Linked DNA regions of Mus musculus: region 1 is linked to region 2. The links are chromatin contacts, called in public HiChIP or PLAC-seq maps. All regions are on one chromosome and are shown on one strand. The core of a region is the stretch at or near the end of the contact, and the rest is flanking DNA. Distances in the headings are between cores, read along the strand shown. Region 1 overlaps Bcas1 (breast carcinoma amplified sequence 1). Region 2 has its middle 25 kb from the start of Gm34112.

Region 1 (6,399 bases), core at 3,365-5,864, 830 kb before region 2:
ATTTCAAAATGAGCACCCTCAAGAAAGAAGTCACTTATGCTAATTATGGGATACTCTCTCCGCCCCCAGCCTATGTGTTCACATAGGCTATGTGTTCACATAGGCTCCAGGAACGGCTGGATCCAAGGGCATACGCGCAGCCATCTGAACGGATTTCTTTCCCACAGTCTCAGCTCTGCTTCTTTCTGTGTTGATTTCCTGTCCAGGCATATTTTTCTCTTGAAACGTAGTCTTAAAGGCCCAGCTTTTCATAGCTTCAAATCTGATGGGACTGAAGCCAGGCCTCTTGATTAACTTTAGCAAAGCTCTAGTATCAGATCAACGGCCGTCTTGAGCTATCCTGAACCAATCAGAGCTGTGTTGAGCTTCCCTGAACCTATCAGAGCTGTCTTCAGATATCCTGAACCAATCAGAACTGTTTTAAGATATCCTGAACCAATCAGAGATGTCTTCAGATATCCTGACCCAATCAGAGCGTCTTCAGATATCCTGACCCAATCAGAGCTGTAGATGCCCTATCAAGTACACTGCTGCACTGGCCAGGCCTGGGCCACATACCTGGAGTAAGATTAATTTGCCTAGTATGGATGGAGAAACTGAGGCTCTGGGGAGTTAAGTGGCTCGGCCCAAGTTATGCATGTAGTTTGCCAAGGAACAGAGAGAGTCCTTGCAGGGAAACCATAGTTAGTAATGAATTGTTGCAAGATAAATATATAAATAAATGCTGCCTGTTATGCACGGCCTTGATAATTTCTTTTTTCTTTCTTCCGCATTTTACCCAAACTCATTTCCAACATCTGAGCATCTCTGCTATTAAGAATCATCTTTCAAACACTAAACAGGGCCTTTGTTTGGAATTGTTGTAGACGTCAAACTCCGTGGAAAAGACGCCCTCACCCCCAGAGCCAGAGCCCGCGGGAACAGCTCAGAAAAACAAGGAGACCTCCTCCTCGAAGGACAAGAAATCAGTGGACAAGAAGTCAGCGACTGAGAACAGCAAGCAGAAGAACGGCAAACAGGAAGTCAGAGAGCCGGCGCCGTGTGTGCAGCCGCCCACAGTGGAGGCAAACGCAATGCAGACTGGGGACAAGACCCCAAAGAAGTCTGAGAAGCGGCGACAGTCCCTCGGGGGCTTCCTGAAGGGCCTGGTAAGCAGATGGGGTGTTCGAGGCTTCTTTCTCGGTTCTTGGTTAAGGGGTGTGGTATTCAACTCCAAAGTGGGAGCTCACCGGAAACCTGATGAACAAATGACTCTCCAGCATCTGCTGGGTACCAGGCACTGTTCTAGGCACAGAGAGCAGCAGACACACAGGCTGTCCTGGAGCCCAAGGATAGAGGCAGGAAGGATGAAGATGCCAGGTGTGGGGGACAGGATGATCTAAATAGTAGCAGGGACAGCGTGGAGGAGAGCAAGACCAAACACCTATGCTGCCAAGCCACTCCACTGCAGTTCTGCTCTGGCTGCCTCCTAGCTCTGTGTCCTTGGCTGAGTCACTCAACCCAACCCCTTCGTGCCTCAGTTTCCCCCGTTGTCAAATTGAGGTCATGGTAACAGCTGCAATTCTGTTGCAGTTTGCTTTCTATTGCTGTGATAAACACCATGACCAACAGCAACCCGTGGGGGAAAGGGTGAGACAGTAGTGGTGCAAGACTGCACGCATCCACCTGCCACACTGGGACAGTAGTGAGGTGCAACCTCCACATGCCGGGGCACTCGAATGGTCCCGAGGAGGCAGCAGACTGAACCCACAGAGGAGGAGGATGTCAGGTCAAACAGAGTAAGGTCACTTCAGATAGTGCTGGGGAACAAATCAGGGCACCATTTTGTTAGAACCTGAAAGAATGAGCTATTGACAGTGGCTAGGGATGTAGAATGAACTAGAATAGCAAGTCCCACCCTGGCCTCTGACCCCTGACCCCCGACCCCAGGACTGCTCTAATATGTGTCACACTTTGAGCACACTTTATCTGGGAGCACCTCTCAGAGTTGGGTTTGAGCACTCCCATTTTAAAATCAAATCATAATGTGTCTAGGATTTCACAAACCCAGGAAGCAACGTCGCTAGGTATTAAAGCTAGACATCCGCCCATGAGCACTGTCATATTTACGTAGAATAAGCACGTGATAAGTCCCCCTCGCTGCTGTTGGCCTCACGCTGGCTGCTTTATGTTTTTCTCCAGGGACCAAAGCGGATGTCGGATGCTCAGGTGCAAACGGACCCGGTCTCCATCGGACCAGTTGGAAAATCCAAGTAAACAAAATCACCCAGTTCCCACTGGGTTCTCCTCCCACTCCATCTACTGTCCAGACCCACACTGTGTATATATTTTTCTTCTTCTTCTTCTGGTCAGCCAATGAAATTCTGCCTACAACTTCAACCTGAATTGTTGTAGATCGAGGTGTATTATTTACGTCTCTGGTCCAGTCTTTCCTGGCATTTAAGTGTAAAAATGGCTTAGCAGGTTGACCAGTTGATCCAAGGGAGCTGGTGAGTGCCAGGTGGGGGAGGAAGTAGGTAGATAAAGGCATTTGTGTTAAGTTATGAAAAAATGGCAGGTATCCAGTAAGATGCAGAAGAAAAGTGCTTATGAGACAAAGAATATCTGGATTTGTAGCCACTCTTGCCACATCCTCTAAGCCTGAAGAGGGGAAGGGAAGACTGGTTTATTTCATTTCACACTTGGGGGAAGGAGGACTCAGGGCAGGCATCTACGCTGGGCGTCTGCCAACTTTTGGAACAGGATGTGTGGGCTGTAAAGAAGAATGGGCAAGAATTGGTTTTCAAATAGGGTCCTTGGAAGTTATCAGTGAATGGGGAAGTGATTTGCTGGAGAGGGCTTGCTAGGATTTGGGGAAACAATTACTTCTGGGGCACAGGGACAAGGGCATGAATTCCCAACTTCAAAAGGGAAACAGCAAAATGAAATAAAGGTGCAGGTTCATTTTGCAACACAAGGGGGCGCCAGGATCTCTGCTTTTTCCCTTTGCATCCGGTACCCCTAACAAAGATTTGTTTCTGCACTATTTCATTATTAATGTTTCTCAGATGGCTGAGGGACTTGCTTCATCTGTTCGGTCTGACGCTTATCTCACGCCTGTCTGTAATGTCCTAATGTTTTCATAATGTGCTCTGATAAAAACCCTCCCCTAACCCAGTTAATAAAAATTGACAGATTATGCGAATACTTGAGGTGGTTTTTTTTTTTTAATTCTTGTACAGAGAACTGAATTGGACTGTGAATCCATTAAGATGGAATTGCCAAGTACCATATGATTGACTGATAGTCATCTGTATTGTACCTTTCTTTTCCCAATTTAATAAAAAAATATTACATTTTAGAAAAGCTTTTGATTCTAAACTTCAAGTGCAGCTCGCTGACAACGCTCTCTACAAGGGCTGCGTCTTTGTAAGCAGCTGGAAGACAGTGTACACTATGAATGCCCACACACGTGTCCAGATATACTCTCACACACGACTCTGTGTTCGTGAACATTCATACTGCAAACTCATATAGGCAGGAATACATTGGTGTGCACATATGATCAGTTCACAGCCTCTGCCCTAGCAAACCAGGTTTGACCTCCAGTCTTTCATAAGCCAATTAAAAGAGCCAAATTAATATTAAAAAACAGATTCTTCCATGTGGCCACACTGGGAAGAGGGAGAAAGATTCAAGAGTCTCTCCTGCCTCCCACAGGCTGCCTTCAAGGTCCTTCAAGTCGAAAACAGGACTGCATAGCCAAGCAGTTCAGCCCAGGGGCGGTTCCCTGCTCACCTCTACCTCAGCTCCAAGTCTCTCCTAGGAGCAGTGATGCTCTCTCCAGTAAACTCCTCCTCCAGCCCTCTCCTCCCTCCCTCTCCATCCCCCACCCCCACCCCAGGGCTTCAGCCTTTTCCTTCTCCTCCTGGGGTCTCCTGGGGAAATTTTAACTTTCTGAGATTGGTTGTTTCCATAGTCTATAGTCAAAGAGGATCGCGGGTGTCCCTTTAGAATATATTCATTCTTGCCAGACTAGCAAATTTGCACACACACACACACACACACACACTGGCAGGTTTTACACACACATGCACGCTCATGCACACACACACACACACACACACACACACACACGCACGCAGAACATGAGACTGTCTCACAGGGGTCAGAAATAAACATTGCCATCTATCTTGTCCTAGCGTGAATGAGAGCACAGGAACCACACCTAGGACAGAACAGACTGGAAAACTGGTAAATGTATCCAGAGAGCAGCCATGTCTGTGAGGCCCCCAGATATGGAGGAAGTAAGGCAGTGTGGCCTGGGGCCTGGGGCCTGCCAGCACACTGACTGGATTCTGGGTTTCAAATACAGATCAGCAGTGGTTTCCTTTAAGCTAAACTTGTTTCCTGGATCCTCAGGACCTGATTTGGAAATCACTGTCTGTTCCTTGCCGGGTTCAGAGTCCCGTACCATGCTAGAAGGTTTTGCTGGAAAGATTGGGGTAGGGTGCTAAAAGCACCTTGGGAAAACTGGAAGAGGGGGAGAAGTGGCCACACTACCCAGTCCTTCTGAGTTGACACCAATGAGACCAGCCAGCTGTCAGTTCCTTTGTCTGCAGATCCCTGGGGGTGACGCCTGCTGTGACCTTTTGCCAGCCTCTGGGCTAGCTCAGCCTGTAGAGGAAGTTGGCCAGTTTCACCTTACAGGGCACCGGCGCCTCAGGCTGAGATGAGAGACATTAACAGGCAGGATTGGGAGGCGCAGAAGCAGTGGGGAGTGACTGACTCTGGCCACCAGGCAATAGCAACCTCCAGTTTCTAAATTGGGATGGGAGAGGGGTTGTCTGAGAGAAGCTCAGCAAAGCCCCTCCCGGGTGTTTATTCCTGGTCCCTCCCTTCTCCTAGGCTGAAGAAGAGGGCACTCTTAATGAAATTGTGGTTTGCTTTTGTTTTTATGAAGGCCAGGAAATTTAAGCCACAAACTCAGTGATTTATTGCTGGGACCGTAAACCCAGCTGTAGTTTAAGAAGCAAGTTTTGTGCTTCCTGTGAAGGTTGCGTTTTCCGTTGCAATCCTTTCTCTGATGCAGAGTTCACTAACTGCCCCAGCAAGGCACTCCCTAAATCGCACAGAAAGTTCACAGGACAAAGAGGGGGCAAGAAACTGAGAGCTCGGCCCACAGAGCCCAACCAAGCTCTGGCAGGTGGAGTGAGGAGTGAGAAGCAAACCTGACAGGCACCGAAACAACCCAGAATCCTAGCCCCAAAGAAAAACCAAGTAAAGACGTGCGTGCGGGAGGAGAGGGACAAAGGTGCCCGTTGTCACCATGAGTCGGTTAATGATTCGCTGATTTGTTTGTAGGTGCTCAGGGAAGTGTCTCCTCTCTCTTGCCAAGAAGACGTGCCTTTCCCAAGGATGGAGCTAGTGAGATGAGATGCCCGGCATTGTGCGTGCAAGTTACACACACACACATGCAAGTGCACACACACACACACACACACACACACACACACACACACGTGCATGCATGTTCTCAGTGATGCCTCCCAGTTCCTGCTGACAGAAATTGTTTGCCTAATATCCATAAAAGAGTTCACTCAAAGGAGCAGTTGTTCCCAGCAGCCCGAGGCCACTCTTGGATTCATCCTGGGGAGGGGGGCGGGGGGGGGGGAAGGAGCCACAAACCTAAAGAGCTGCCAAAAAATAGGAGGGGAAAAAGAAAGCCAGAGAGAGACTGTTTTGTTTGTAGCTCATTAAACACAGGTCTCTCTCTCTCTCTCTCTCTCTCTCTCTCTGTTTCTCTCTGTTTCTGTTTCTCCCTCCCTCCCCCTCTTCTCTCTCTCTCTCTCTCTCTCTCTCTCTCAATCCCTACCCCCCAAGCACCATGCAAACAGTCAAACAATCCAGATATAGTCCAGACACACACACACACCCAGAGCAGTGGGGGTCTCATTAGATTTTAAAAGTCCAGAACGTACCCCTCTGGCTCCCCCCAAAGTCCCAGAAGAAGGCTAGGTGTCCACATCCAGGACTTGCAGGTGTGGTCTCTTCTGTCCCAGAGCCCCAGCCAGGTCCTGGAGCAATAAACTGGAGCTTAGGGTGTAGCTCAGAGCTACAGTACTGGCCCAGCACAAACGGGGCCTTGTGTTCCATTTCCAGCGGTACAAGGGTGGAGGGGCAGCAGCGTGGTAATGAACACAAATGGAAGAGAAAATCCTTCCCTGTCCTGCTTGTGAGGAAGGAGAGGGAAAGGGCAGCAGTTACCCACTTTCCCACGGTGCAAACCCCAAGATTAGGGCTGGGTTGCTGACGGGGCTCAGCTTCAACCACTCTCGGCGTTCTCTTTAGAGCCCTTAAGTAAGCAGTTTGGCACAGTGTGCAGAGTCGGGTTTGTCCCTGGTCAGGACTGTGTTTACT
Region 2 (6,631 bases), core at 1,598-4,097:
TATTTACTTTGCTTTTAGTCTGAGTTACGCTTTCTCCCTTAGTACTAAGACAATAAGAGACACCACCACGGAAATATAAGCACTGAGATTCCAGGGTATAATGGAGCGCTAAATGCCAACGGGCGGGTGTGTGCAGAATTTTCCTTGTCTGTGCCAAGGGACACATATGCTTGCTACAAAGTCTGTCAGAGGCAACAGAGAGAAAAAAAATCAGGGTGCCCAACTGAACTGGAGTTGAGTGTCTCTAACTCACACAATGAGAAAAGGACCCTCCCCCCTCTGCCTTCCTTGAAAGGAAAGCTGTCAAGAGGGAAGCCCTATCATAAAATCATGATCAGAGGTTAAGGTTGTCTTAAAGACCCTGACACAAGAGCTGAGGGCAGCTGTGGCACAGTTGGTAGAGTGCTTGCTTTGCATGCATGAAGGCCTGGCATCAAACTCCAGTATTGCATATATCAGATATGGAATCTCAGGCCTGTAACCCCATGACTCAGGAGGTGGCGTCAAGAGTATCAGAAGTTCAAGGTTACATCTGGAGTTCAAGGATAGCTGGGTTACGGGAGAGCCTGTCAGCAACCAAGCAAGCAAGCAAGCAAGCAAACCATGAAGAGGGGAGGGGAGGGGAGGGGAGGGGAGGGGAGGAGAGAAGAGAAAAACCAAAGACTCTGGCCAAATCCCAGACATGTTGTATAAACCAGCCAGGGTCAACAAATACCTATCAACATATTTTTTTGTTATGAAAGGGAAAAATCCAACTTCTTGTTCAAAGCCAGTGTGATAAATAGTAAGCCCAGAGCAGAGCTGGACTTGACAGCAGCAAAGTGAGAATGACTGAAAACCCAAAAACTTTACCGTGTGCGGCTTTGGGGCACCGACAGCTCTGTTTGAGTTTGGCCCGGCATCAAGACATGGCCAAGAGGGTGAACAGTGGGTCGTCAGAATGGTGACATAAGCAAATGCTCATGGCTGCTGTCTACTTCATTATGACTTTGCACATTTTATTCTTTTTCCAGAATGCAACCAGACTTCTGGTGAGACAATGATTTCTTTAAAAATGCAATAATAGTCTTGACTAGTGTGATGGTTTGTATATGCTCAGCCCAGAGAGTGACACTGTTAGAAGGTGTGGCCTTGTTGGAATAGGTGTGTCACTGTGGGTGTGGGCTTTAAGACCCTCATCTTAGCTGCCTGGAAGTCAGTATTCTGCTAGCAGCCTTTGGGTGAAGATGTAGAACTCTCAGCTCCTCCTGCACAATGCCTGACTAGATGCCTTAATGATAATGGAGTGAACCTCTAAACCTGTAAGCCAGCCCCAATTAAGCATTGTCCTTATGAGAGTTGCCTTGGTCAGAGTGTCTGCTCACAGCAGTAAAGCCCTGACTAAGACAAACAGTGAGCACAGAGGTAGCTCCTCCCTCATGGAACCATCGTTGTCAACCTCTGTCTAGCACCATGCTGTTCACTTTGTCCTGGAAGTCTTCTACTTGGGCTCTCCAGCCAGCCAGAGGACAAGTCCTTCTACTGCTCCCACTGACTCCACCCCAGGGGAGTCCAGTCCATGTCTGGTCCTGGTTTAGATTCTTAGGCTATGTTAGGCACATGTGTTCTTTAGTTAATAAATCTTGCTTTTTTTCTTAGCACCTCTGACACCCCAGGCTCCCTCGAAGTGACAGAGAAAAGCTGGCCAGAAATTCTGACATCAAGCCTGTGAATGAGAGGATCTGAAGCAAACAGTTCTCTTCAAGCTAAGGCTTGCGTAGCCATACCCTGGCAGGCAAGGATCAAAGTGGAGGATCTGGAGGCTGCCATGAAGGTGGCTGCCATGTCTCATGGGTTCCATCTTCCTAGCACACATTGCCACATTGGGGACAGTGCACACAGGATGGAGACTCAAATAACGAAGAACGCTTTAAAGGGGTGGGAGAGAAACCTCACAGAACGGTAAGAAGGAAACACAGATACTTGGCTAGGGCGCTCCGTGGTGCAGGAGATATGGGTGGAGTGCAGTTGGATGTTAACGTCCTTGATTCAGTAGGACAGATGGTTAAGAGATGGAAGTTGGGGCCCCTACACCACCTAACTACATGCTGCTGGGGATAAGGCTGTTATATGCAGCTGTAATAAGCTGCCCCGTGTCCATGTGTTTCCCTGTACTAAAGATCAGAAGGGACCCAGAGATCATTTCCACCATCCTTAGAGACAGCAGCCAGGAAGCCATCACTACCTGATCCTTACCTAGGGAGGAAGTCAAGGCCCATTCCCCCCCCCCCCCTCCGCGTACCTCCAGCTTATACTCCAAAGCAGCCGATCCAGTCTCGCTGTTGCAAGTCATCTTGACAAATTCTATCCCCAAATACTAGAGCCTGACTCTCTAAAATCTCTTTTGGAAGATGTAATTCTCAAACATGGGGTTCTCAACATTATTAATATCCCTACACTCCCTGACACTTGGTAACAATGGGAGCGTATTTTGTAGGAAGAGATGTTACCTTACGATCCCCGGAGCTCACATCCAGCTGACTCGGGTGCATGGACCAAAAATAGAAACCAGCTTACATACCCTTCCATTTTTAGGGAAGGTGAAGACATGGATTTCGACACTTGATTTTCTTAGCTCTGGGAACACTGTAGGCTAAACTGCTTGGCCCCGAGGGACTCTTTCCTATTGGAGGCCCTGGGCAGGGTGATAGATTTAAAATTTATTCCTGACATCCAGTTGACATGGGATTTTAAAAACGTGTTTAATATTGCACTGGTCGCCACTTCTGCCCTCAAAGAGTTCAGCTGCCACTGGCTTCTGGTTCTCGTTCCTCATTCTGTGGTTTCGTCGACTTCAGCCTCAGTCTATTGTCTGACTTGGGTGCTGGTCTCTAGGCAGGAAGAGACAGTGAACAGGATGGGGGCAAGGCAAGCCGAAACACACCCCGCCTCCTGATGGTACCCTTACGGGGAAGGCATGTGCTGGGACAACAAGCACCGTATCCTTCTTGCATCCTTCCCTGTGCCCTATCAGTGCCTTGTGGGGTCAGTCTGCAGGCTGGGGAAGCCCTAGGCTTGGAACACAGGCAGGCTGATGGTTTGTTTTCCACCCGCAACTTCCTTTTGAGTCAGGCATCTCTTTGAGACAGGATGACAGGTGGCCTGCATCTCCCCCTCTCTCCTGAACTTTGAGAAGCAGGTAGGACAACAATGGGACAACCCCTAGAGGCCAAAATCTATTATGATATTATACTGCCTGAGGTCCTTGAATATGTTATCAGGATACAAAGTTTGCTGTGAATTTGGGAATATAGCGGATATTCCACTCAAACAAAAGGCACTTGGAAGGGTGCAGTGAGAGTTTGCTGAGTGGGACCCTGCATAAGGACCTTTCATAAAAAGCTGGGTTCTTTCCTGTGCTCCAAAACCTGTAAGCTGTGTGGTTTTCAGAAAACGACCCGAATTCTCTGAATCTTTGTTGTGCTTCTGTGAAAGGGCAATTAGGACTGTTACTCACCTCCACTGCAAGGATCTCAGAAGCGCTGCCTGTGAACACACATGCACTCACGTGTTCCTGAAAAATCTCCCGAGTTAAAGGGACTGACCCCCCTCCATCTTTGCTGATTACCACTTGACTGCAGATTCTCCAGGAGAATAACAGGAGCATGGGCAAGCCTCACTAAGGAAAAGGAGGGGTGTATAGGTCGACACAGTATAGCTTTGTTCTTCCTTCCTGCAGCACCCCCCCACCCCATCCATAACAGCAATACAAGAGGTCAATTGATGGGTTTAGGATCCAGTGGACAGGTAAGAGACTCAAGGAATGGGGATGTCATTGTGCATGAAGGGTATTGAGTCTGTCAATACCCACACTATCATTAACAAACCATTTGTATACATGCAGTATTTGTGACGTGGGCTATGCATAGTGACCAGAAATTGCCAGCACAATCAAGGTGACCCTTTCTGATGTCCATATTCAGAAGACAAATCTCTTGTCAGACCAGAAATGCATAAAAACGGATTACAACTGGCAAACACATAAAGAAAATATATATCGTCACATGGCATATCTGAAACACATGTAATGCATTCAAGAACATTCTATGATGTCGGGGTATATGGTACAGATCCAAGATGAGGAACAGAGAGGGATCATCGGTGTGTCCAACTCTGAGGAGGCAGTCAGTCAGTGGAAGGTCTTATATGTCTCAATACAGAACTTACAAATAATTATTAAAACCTAGAAATCTCAGGAAGGTGACCAGTAAAAGGCTTGCCTTCTTAAGCATGAAGAACTGGATTCTGTCCTTAGAAACCCCCAACCATTCACCAAAAAGCCGTGACAGTTCGTGCTCCTAACTTCCTGGCTAGGGTGTCCCATGCTGGGTTGCTAGAAACAGTGGTTTCCCCGTGGTTGTCTAGGCAACCAGCCTGAGCAGCGAAACCCCAGCCACTGAGAAAGCCAACCTGGAAAACAGGACTGCTGGCTCTTGAAGTAACCCCTGAAGTTGACCTCTGACCTTTACCTACTTGTGCACACCCGTGTTCATGCAAGAGCACATGTGTGCACTTGCACGTACATGTGCAGACACACACATATACACACACCAATCTTCTCTCAGCAATCCCATTCCCAGCTAACCAATCTAATTCCATCTAACCATGAAATTTGCTAAACTTAGTTACAAGTTTCAACTGGCACCTGCGATGGCTAGGGTTTTGGCCTATATGCAAGTCTGTGAGACTTGTATTGACTGATTGATTGATGACAGAGGGCCAGCCTATGGCTGATGGCACCACCCATGAGTGGGTAACCCTGAGCTGTTTAAGAGATGAACCTGAAAGTACGGTTAAGAGAAAGGCAGCGAGCCACATTTCTCCATGGACTCTGCTTCACGCTCCTGCCTTCAGTTCCTGCCTCAGTTTCCTTCAGCGATAGACTGTAACCTCTAAGATGAGCTAAGCCTTTTCCTCCTCAAGTTGCTTTTAGATGGATTAAGTTTGTGACACCAACAGGAAGTGACCTATGACATACAGGTGTTATGGACAAACTTAGGTCTTCTCACGTGCGTTATGCTTTTCTGACGGAGCTGTCTCCCTGCCTGGGTTTCTCAGAACTTGGAAATGCTTACACAGGTCATGCTGATGGTTGTCATGGACACATGTCCTACTTTTTCCCTGTGAATTGATTCTCTGCTGGACCACCTTTGAAGGTGGTGGCATCCAGTAACTCATTGCCAGACACAGGACTGGGCACCAGGATGCAGGGGTGGGTGACAAGATCAGATGGAACAGTCAAGCCTAGAATGGTTTTACAGACTGAAAGTGCAACAGTAGTTTGAGTCTGCAAAGTATTATAGCTACCAAAGTAGCCCAGCAATAGATGAGATGCTAATGGGATTCAACTATGACTTCTATGCTTATCTGTTGGCATGTTCCTTGCTAGAAATGTATTTTGTCCAATAAGAATAGTAGTGGATATTATAGCTTGGATGGATAATAAAGAAAAAAAAAGACCTTGATGGAGCCTCTGTAATGTCACCTCCCTCTCCCTGTCACTTCTTTGTTCACTCTGGTCACACTGGCCTTCTCTTTTTAGCTAAGCACATCCGTCATTCAGGGGACTTGTTTGCATGGTCTCTTTGTCTCAGCTGTTCTTCCCTTTAGCCTCAGTATTTGGGTTGGTGTCCTTATTTATTCTAATCTTATAGAAATGTCACAGGCTTGACCATCATATCTGTAAGGGGAGTGCTGGCCTTGTTTATTCCCCAAGGCTTTCTTTCTTAAAAAAAATAATTGTCATAAATAGTATGAGTGATGTTGATCTTTTTCTGCCTTCCAGTATCTGCTTTAAGATGTAATCTCAGCCAAGGAATGAATCTGCTTTGTCCATGTAACAGAAATCCCAAGAACTTAACTTGGTGCCAAGTAGGTAGCAGGTACCCCATAAATATTAATTAACTGAGTGGATGGATATTTGGATAGATGGATGGATGGATGGATGGATGGATGGATGGATGGATGGATGGATAAATGGAAGTATGGATGATGTTTGAATATATAGATGGATGGATGGGTGGATGGATGGATGGATGGATGGATAGATGGATGAATGGATTGTTGGATAGATGGGTGGATGAATGGATTATTGGATAGATGGATGGATGGATGGATGGATGGATGGATTGATGGATTGATGGATAGATATTGTTGGATAGATGGATGGATGGATGGATGGATGGATGGATGGATGGATGGATGGGTGGGATGGATAGATGAATGGATAAATGGATGTATGGATGATGTTTGAATATATAGATGGATGGATAAATAAATGGACAGATGGATAGATGGATAGATAAGTGGATGGGTGACTAGATGGGTGAATAAATCTATGAATAGGTGGTAGAGGAATTGATGCATGGATGCATGGTTAAATGAATTAAAAGTGAGGAAGAAAAGAACAGAGATAAAGTATATTAGGGCCTATAAACAAAATGGATTACAAAAGCCAAATTCAAAACAGAAAAATTCTTGTGCTTTAGTTTTAGTCTCTTGTTTCTTCCTTTTGTTCTCCTAGTAAATATTATCTGGATCACAGAGCACATTTGGCGGTGTCCAGAGAGAGCTAAATCTTAAAAGCAAAGAC

What was found. HiChIP or PLAC-seq counts read pairs in DNA pulled down with a chosen protein or histone mark.
Region 1: an H3K27ac HiChIP or PLAC-seq map of large pre-B cells shows a contact between it and region 2, with 7 times the contacts expected there. The contact joins two enhancer-like sites. A contact is called at or near these places in 2 of 39 promoter capture datasets (hippocampal neurons and liver), 1 of 15 datasets of contacts at CTCF or cohesin (large pre-B cells), 1 of 115 datasets of contacts at active chromatin or transcription factors (large pre-B cells) and 1 of 9 other capture datasets (liver).

The regions. Positions count from the first base shown.
Region 1 is chr2:170,343,931-170,350,329 of GRCm38.p6, reverse strand. It overlaps Bcas1 (breast carcinoma amplified sequence 1), which reads left to right. Exons shown (of 13, transcript NM_029815.2): 12 at 867-1,148; 13 at 2,182-3,339. The coding sequence ends at 2,256. Among named protein-coding and RNA genes, the nearest start is that of Bcas1os2, 9.2 kb to the left of the region's middle. Within about 2 kb of position 4,614, at least 166 of the 459 cell types and tissues checked have an H3K27ac peak or open chromatin away from gene starts, as enhancers often do.
Region 2 is chr2:169,516,362-169,522,992 of GRCm38.p6, reverse strand. No RefSeq gene overlaps it. Among named protein-coding and RNA genes, the nearest start is that of Gm34112, 25 kb to the right of the region's middle. Within about 2 kb of position 2,847, at least 18 of the 459 cell types and tissues checked have an H3K27ac peak or open chromatin away from gene starts, as enhancers often do.